Regions from separate parts of the Zea mays genome. Here region 2 is linked to region 1. A link is a contact called in public Hi-C data. All regions are on one chromosome and are shown on one strand. The core of a region is the stretch at or near the end of the contact, and the rest is flanking DNA. Distances in the headings are between cores, read along the strand shown.

Evidence for each region. Hi-C and Micro-C count contacts between places; a contact is called where the count stands out from the background.
Region 2: a contact with region 1 is called in a Hi-C map of ear, with 2.0 times the contacts expected there. The contact joins two enhancer-like sites. A contact is called at or near these places in 2 of 25 Hi-C or Micro-C datasets (ear and tassel).

Annotation. Positions count from the first base shown.
Region 1 is chr4:15,220,938-15,224,798 of Zm-B73-REFERENCE-NAM-5.0, forward strand. No RefSeq gene overlaps it. Among protein-coding and RNA genes, the nearest start is that of LOC103655123, 47 kb to the left of the region's middle. Within about 2 kb of position 1,649, at least 16 of the 20 cell types and tissues checked have an H3K27ac peak or open chromatin away from gene starts, as enhancers often do. A contact at or near this core is called in ear and tassel, where this site is marked.
Region 2 is chr4:15,468,235-15,472,095 of Zm-B73-REFERENCE-NAM-5.0, forward strand. No RefSeq gene overlaps it. Among protein-coding and RNA genes, the nearest start is that of LOC109945996, 100 kb to the right of the region's middle. Within about 2 kb of position 1,882, at least 17 of the 20 cell types and tissues checked have an H3K27ac peak or open chromatin away from gene starts, as enhancers often do. A contact at or near this core is called in ear and tassel, where this site is marked.

The sequences.
Region 1 (3,861 bases), core at 399-2,898:
TAGAGTAAATGTGCGTAAAGAATACTGACTATATGCATGTATAATAAAACAAATGTGTAAACAAATGACTCAAGTGAATGTGCATAAACAGTACTGAGGATATGCATATATATCAAATACAAATAAGCATATTTGATAATAAAATAGATGTGAAAACAAATCATTAAAGTAAATGTGCATAAAGAGTACTGACTATATGCATATATAATAAAACAAATGTGTAAACAAATGACTCAGGTGAATGTGCATAAACAGTACTGAAGATAAGCATATATATTACATACAAAAAGCATATATGTGTTACTTGGGTTGTATAAGAGTACTCTCTGCTAACTCATCAGTAAATACCTAATCCACAGCCTTTGTCTAAATATATAAATGTCGGGCGATAGTGGGAATATAGAATAAATACACATGCCCTAATATCGGGGCTCCTAAACAAAAAAGAGATACAATGCGCGATGCAATGACCCGATTATAGTGATGTCTAAGCGGATACAAATCACACATTTAGCTGGAGAATAAGGGTTACAATCAAATCCACTTCAATCGACCGATAGGCTTCAAAAAATCGACGGCAAACTCGGTGTATTTCAATGTTGGATTACCTAGAACTTCTTGAATCGGGCTCCAATGCTGGGAGATTGAAGGATGTAAGGTGGAATGGAAGGGCGCTGGATTGGAGCGGCGGTGGATTGGCGCTGCGCTGGTTTGGAGGCGCGGAAATCGCCTGGTGAGTCGCCTCCGACGAAAGGAAAATCTGCGCGGCTGGTTTGTCTCCGTTGAATGCGCGACTACGGTTTTAGAAACAGGAAACGTGGGAGAGGTGGCTGGCTGACAGAGGTAACGGCGCCGTGACTAGGACCTGTTGACTCGGTGTGGTTCAACCAAAATGTCCATGTTGACTATCCTAGGCTTCCTCTATTATTGGAAGCCCAGAGCTCTTAATATATAAATTATGGCCTCTGTTTATAATCTTATTCTGGGCCCCTAAAAAATCAGGAACGGGCCCTGAGCAGCTGTCTGAGCGGAAGGAGACATCATGATACTAACAACCGAACGAACACCAGCAGGGAACCCAGCCAGATCACGGTTGATAACACCACGGGAACAAAGCCACACACAAGCACCTGACACAACTATAGCACGGTGCCGGTGAAAACCAGCAGCACATCACGACGGTACCACCACCCGATGGGCACATCGCACGAGGCACAACCATATGTCACGCGCGCGAAGACGCTGCCCATCAATCAGCCCGTGATAGGGCGCCCACCACCTCTCAATCGCCGCCACAGCTGACGTCCGACGACGGCTCACTCGACAACAGACGCAAGTGACCGTGCACACCGCCACAAGGATCGGAGCGTCACAGCGCCACCACCGACTAATCCAACCTCAGTGGAGCAGCTGCCGAACCTCCGCAAATCGCCGGAATCAGGTGGATCAAATCAAAGACAAGACAGAAGAACTGGTACTTCTTCCTCAAATGGGATAACGAGGCGAGGTGCACCTATTTGATGGTGTGGTGGAGACTTCCGGCACGGTGCGGACGAGGACGACAGCGTCATTCGTCCAGACATACCGCCGCCTAGAGCGCGGGCGACGTTGACGCTGCGGCCGCCAGGGGCTTCAGTCTCCCTGTCCTCCCTCCGTACGTGTGCAGGCGCGAGGGAGACAGAGAGCTTGCCGGGCTGGGCCGCATTTAGCCTTGAAGTGGCCCAGTCGGGTCAATCACTCACTTTCGTTTTGTTTTTTCAATTGTTATTCATTTCTCCACTTTTGAAAAGGAAAACAAAGAAGGAAAACCCTTCAATGAACAACGTAACGTATTCATTTAGATTAAAAATAGGTCCGAGTGACTCGCTAGCGGCTAGGCCAATTCTAAGAGGTAATCACTGGTGGCTACGTTGACTATTGGAGGTTTTCTTCTCCATGGCCAAGTGGGCTCCACATCCTGCCTCTTCCCGGTAAGTTTAGCCTTGTGCATTTGATTGACAAGACGAACAATACAATTCGTTTATGGAACAATTGCGTCACTGCCCTTTTTTTAGGGTATAACTACAGACATCATGCGTGTCTGTCTCTGTTTTTTTTTTTCAAAACAAAACTATTGTGTATGATTCTACTCCGTCAGTTATACTGAACGATGTCAAGTCTTGATAAAAATTACAATGAACAATTGTGCTATTGCCCCTATTTTGGAGTGTAACCTTTGTTTTATCCCTATTTTGTAGTCTTCACACGTTTTTAATGACAACTCAAACTACTTTGGACAACAATCCAATTGTTTTACAATTATTTGAGTCATTTCCAAAATCTAAAAAAATTACTTTGACCCTAAACCATTATAGAAACTAAGGGGGTGTTTGGTTTGAGAAAACACTCCATCCAAATTGAGGTGGTGTATCATGGATCTATTACTCAAGTTTGGTGAGATGATCTCATTTCTAATATCGGTACTAACTAACTATATGAGGAATGATGTGGTGATGAATCAACTCATTTCATTTGACAAACCAAACTCAAAAAAGTGAGAAATGAGACAATGATAGTCTAGCTCAATCCTAAAACCAAACACCCTATAAGTCCATGTACCTGACGTTTTCACATTTTGATTCAAAGAACATGGGTCGTTCTTGACTGAATAAATGGCAGAACCAAACCAAATGTGCTTGGTTACTAGAATGTGGACGTGGGCCGTCCCAATCAAATGGGCCGAGTAAACAAAATTACCTGACTGAAAATCTCCTCTCTCCCTCTCTCTCTTGTTTTCTAGACGGTAGAAACTAGAAAGGCCGTTACCCGTACGCCGTAGGTGAGAAAAGATTAAAAAAAAAACCCTACGGTAAAAAGTAAAATCTCTGAAGTGCACCAGTTTGCCAACAACTAATTATTTTTCCTGCAAGATCATGAGGAGATCAGCTACTGTGTTGTCGATTCCTGGAACCGGTCTTTCCCTAACAAGGAATTGCCAGATCCACAAGCGGGCACCATGCATGCACATGCTTTTTGCCCTGTAATTAATGCAAAGAAGAGCAAATTAATGGTCACTACTCTCACTGACATCGGCCAAGTCTAATTCAGGGCACCAGCAGTTAACGTTGCACGTAGTTTTTGGGTTTCCAGGGCAACGACGAATGCTTCTGCTTGCAGTTGGAGGCTTGAAGCTGTGGCTTTATCTCGCGGATGGAAACAACGGCCCAGTGCCAGTGGTAGGACCGGTGGTTACAGACTTGCAGGAGCGAACGAAGCGCTGCCAGAGCGGAATTGACGGAAGGTTTTGTTTTGTTTTGTTTTCTTCGGGGTGGTGCAACCGACCACCCTCTTGTTGGGATGTTTGGCCAGTTTGCAGGCAGGGGCTGAGAGAGAGAGAGAGAGAGAGAGAGAGAGAGAGAGAGAGAGAGAGAGAGAGAGAGAGAGAGAGAGAGAGAGAGAGAGAGAGAGAGAGAGAGAGAGAGAGAGAGAGAGAGAGAGAGAGAGAGAGAGAGAGAGAGAGAGAGAGAGAGAGAGAGAGAGAGAGAGAGAGAGAGAGAGAGAGAGAGAGAGAGAGAGAGAGAGAGAGAGAGAGAGAGAGAGAGAGAGAGAGAGAGAGAGAGAGAGAGAGAGAGAGAGAGAGAGAGAGAGAGAGAGAGAGAGAGAGAGAGAGAAGAGAGAGAGAGAGAGAGAGAGAGAGAGAGAGAGAGAGAGAGAGAGAGAGAGAGAGAGAGAGAGAGAGAGAGAGAGAGAGAGAGAGAGAGAGAGAGAGAGAGAGAGAGAGAGAGAGAGAGAGAGAGAGAGAGAGAGAGAGAGAGAGAGAGAGAGAGAGAGAGAGAGAGAGAGAGAGAGAGAGAGAGAGAGAGAGAGAGAGAGAGAGAGAGA
Region 2 (3,861 bases), core at 632-3,131, 250 kb after region 1:
TATCTTTACAGGGACTAAAGAGCAGAGTCTTTAGTCCAAATACGTGGTCCCGGTTGAAAAACTCGGAAGTAAAAGAGTTCCTCCTCTTCGGCAAACAGGCTAGGCCAGACCAAATAGAACGGATTTGAAAGTTGTAGATACCCTTTGAATTGTTGAATTATATAAGTGTTAGATCTATGTCTGTAGTTGTAACCAGAGTAATAAATTTTAACATAGTAAGGGTGTGTTTGGTTTGACTTTTGGCTTTGGCTTTTGCCTCCCTAAAAGCCAAAAGCCAACCAAAGGGCTGGATCCAGGAAGCAGCTTTTTCTAAAAGCTGACTTTCTCGCAGTGTAAATCTGAAAGCACCCCTGGACCTGCTTTTAGTGGCTTTTCGGATGAAACTGTGAAAACATATATCGAAGAACTTTTAATGACTTTTAGTGATTTCCACTAAACGGTTTTTAGCTTTTTAACAGCTTACAGCCTACAGCAGCTTTTTCTACAGCTCACAGCTCACAGTAACTTTTTTCACAGCCACAGCCCAACCAAACAGACCCTAAGAGGAGCATTTGGGGGAAAAATTGTGTTATCTATGGCAAGGTTTCAATTTAGCATAGCTCTGCTCCACTCACTGCGGTTAATTGAGAAACGCCAGTGGAATTTGGCTACGAGCACTCAAACTGACACCTCACCCTCGCGTATATCATCCTTTACCACTCCACCATCACTTAAGTTGTGTCTAGATATCAATTTTTTTACTCACATATTAGAACAAACCGATTATATATTGGTTGTTTGAGGTTGTAAACTAATTCAAACGAAAAACTTGTCAACTACAAAGTTTAATAACTTTTAGAGTTCTACAAGTTTTATTTTGGTAATTTTTCCATCCGAGACTATTTGTAAAATTTGTATTTTAAAATTTAACAAATTAGATGTAATTTTGATAGCCTAAATGATTTCAAATGAAAAGGTTGAAAACTACAAAGTTTCATAACCACCTGTGAAAATATGATTTCTACTAGCAGTTTTCTTAAGAAAAACCGCGAGTAAAAAATGCACGATTTCTATCGGCGGGTTTGTAAATAAAATCGTCGATAAAAACGTTTCCACAGGTGATTTTCTTGATCGGACCAACCATTTTATTTCACTAGCCTTTCATAACCAAAACCGTATGTAAAAATTATCAAACTTTGTGTGGAGCAGCTTTGCTCCGGAGTTTAGGTTGCTTTCTCATAACCCGTGACGATGACAGGTTAATAATACCTTCAAACTCTATATCTAGATTGCTTTTTTAAGGATTTTCGAGTAGCAAAAAGAGACCCTCCAAAAATTCATACTATGGTTCTTAAAATTTTATGAAGTTTACAACTATGTATTTTGGCATGTTTGGGTGCACGCTTTTCTTATATAAAAAAAATCCTTGCATCGACGCCTTGACAGTTGACACTACCCTGTTCCTAACGAGTGCATGGATTAAATTCGACAGTATATCCAGAGGCAATGAGGCATGCAAGATTCTCCGAACTATCCAATCCTAAACAAAAAGTCAAAAACCAAGAAATGTGCAACCGATCCATGAGCACTTTTCGAGTGGGCTATTTTGTCAAGCCGTGCTGCGAGAGGAGTTCACTATTTTGCAGCAGTCTGACAGTCTTAGCCCCGTGACCGTGACAGCACGCAGACGGACTTTCTTCACGAGTTGGACTTGGCTCGGAGACGGGCGCAAGTGAGGAACGCACGACGGGCAGTCCACGCGCGGGACGACGGGAGGAACAGTGCACAGACGATGAAAAAATATACTTTTTGGGTTATTATGTTACTCGACATAGAGGTAGATACGGGCCTAAAGCGACTAGGACAACGGCCCTATACGTGGCCCAGAATAACTCAGTATATGTGAATTTCTGGCCCGGTCAAGGCCGTTGGGCCAAATGTTTACTCAAGCCAGCCCATCAGATGAGCAGAGAGTCTGCGACTGCGTGACTCGCGGGGGTTCCATCTGGTAGGGATGGCAATTATTTAACCCGTAAGCACAAAACCCGATGGATGCGGGTGATGAAGATTTTGACCCATAAGTGAAACCCGCGCCTGATCAAAAGTTTCACGGGTATTGATGCGAATTTTCTATTTTAACGCATAGATGACCCGCACCCGATCCGAAATTTGGTTCACTCACAATAATGATTAAGATATAGTAGTAATTATTTTAAATAATTGACTTGCTTAATAATTCATGAAGTGTTTTGTTGTTGCTCAACGTAAGAAGGCTTAAAATCTATAGATATAACTTAATTATTGTTGGTATTTAGTTACTTATAGCTGAATTATTGCTTGAAAGTGTCCAATGAGTAAAACTCGCGAGTGACTCGAAACTCACCTGAAAAACCCGACGAGTTTGGGTGCGGGTTTAAAATTGCATCTCTGGGTCTGATCACAGATGAGTTTAGATAGACTTTACAAATGTGATCACGGGTGGATTTTTGCTTCACCCGATCCATTGCCATGGCCATCTTCTCTGGCGTCCTCTACTCCCCACACGTCGTCACCCGATGGCTGCCGCAACCAAATCCAAAGGTGCTATTTGGTTTGATGCTTTTTTGCCGGGATCACATCACGGCACTATTAATTCACATTGTTAGACGTTTGTTTGAGCCTGCGTGTAACCTCCCCATGTTATCAAGTTACTATGCGTCAAACAAATGATAATAACTGCAATGTATCTCTACCCTTTAAAATCACCATTTTAAACTAAGCTACGTACACCTTATAAAACACCCCACACGTACACTCATGCCTCTACTAAATCTACCCAACGTTTTAACCCTAGAAAATCCCACTATCAAAAAAACAACGTTCCTGATCATCTGATTTACTCTCTTACTCGTACACATCCGACGACCATTCTTTATTAGATCACCCTCAACGCTACTCATCATCATCAATCCTTCGATTCAGTTCCACCGCGATCACAGCCCACCTCAACGTGACTACGCCCCGCCTCGTCGCGATCACGGCCGCCAACGCGACTACACCCGGCCTCTCCCATCTGCACCCGGCACCGCGTTGGCCACTTCCGCGATCGTCGAGGACGACGCCGCAGACACCTTCACCACGATGACCTCGGTCGCCTGTTATGTTACCGGGCGTCGCAATCGCCGGCTAAACCACAGCCCCTGCAATCATCGAGGACGCCGCTCCCGCAACAACCTACAGTGTCTGAAGCACTCGGCAAAGCTTTAAAAACACTCGGCAAACACTTTGCCGAGTGTCGCACTCGCCAAAGAGGGCTCGGCATATAGTGCATCGGCAAAGCATTCTTTGCCGAGCACTTTTTCTCGGGCACTCGGCAAAGAAAAGCAGCCGTTACAGCGACGGGCGACGGAGACGGAGTCTTTGCCAAAGCAGTCTTTGCCGAGTGTTTCTATGTGCCGAGTGTCCCACACTCGGTAAACAAGCTCTTTACCGAGCGCTTGCCGTCTTTGCCGAGTGTCCGATAAAAAACACTCGGCAAAGCGCCGGACACTCGGCAAAAGCCTGGATTCTAGTAGTGAGTCCTACACCGCGACGGTCGCGCTCGCCTGTGACCCAAACTCCCGGCGTCGATCGAGCGCGACCAAGACGACCGCCGGAACCGTCTGCCTCGCCTCGAGTGTAGATCCACATGACCTTTGTGTTCTATAAGTCCATTTCTCGCGGGATCTGCTTGTTGCATGGTGCTCAGCTGCTCGTCGTGTGAACCTTAGCCGATGATCTTACTATCTTCCTCTTGTGTGAAGAGCGGAATAGGGAACGACCATACACCAAGGCTGATTTCTGCAAGGTAGAAGGTACGAAGAAGATTCTGCTACTTTCTTTTGTTATTTTGAACTACCATTA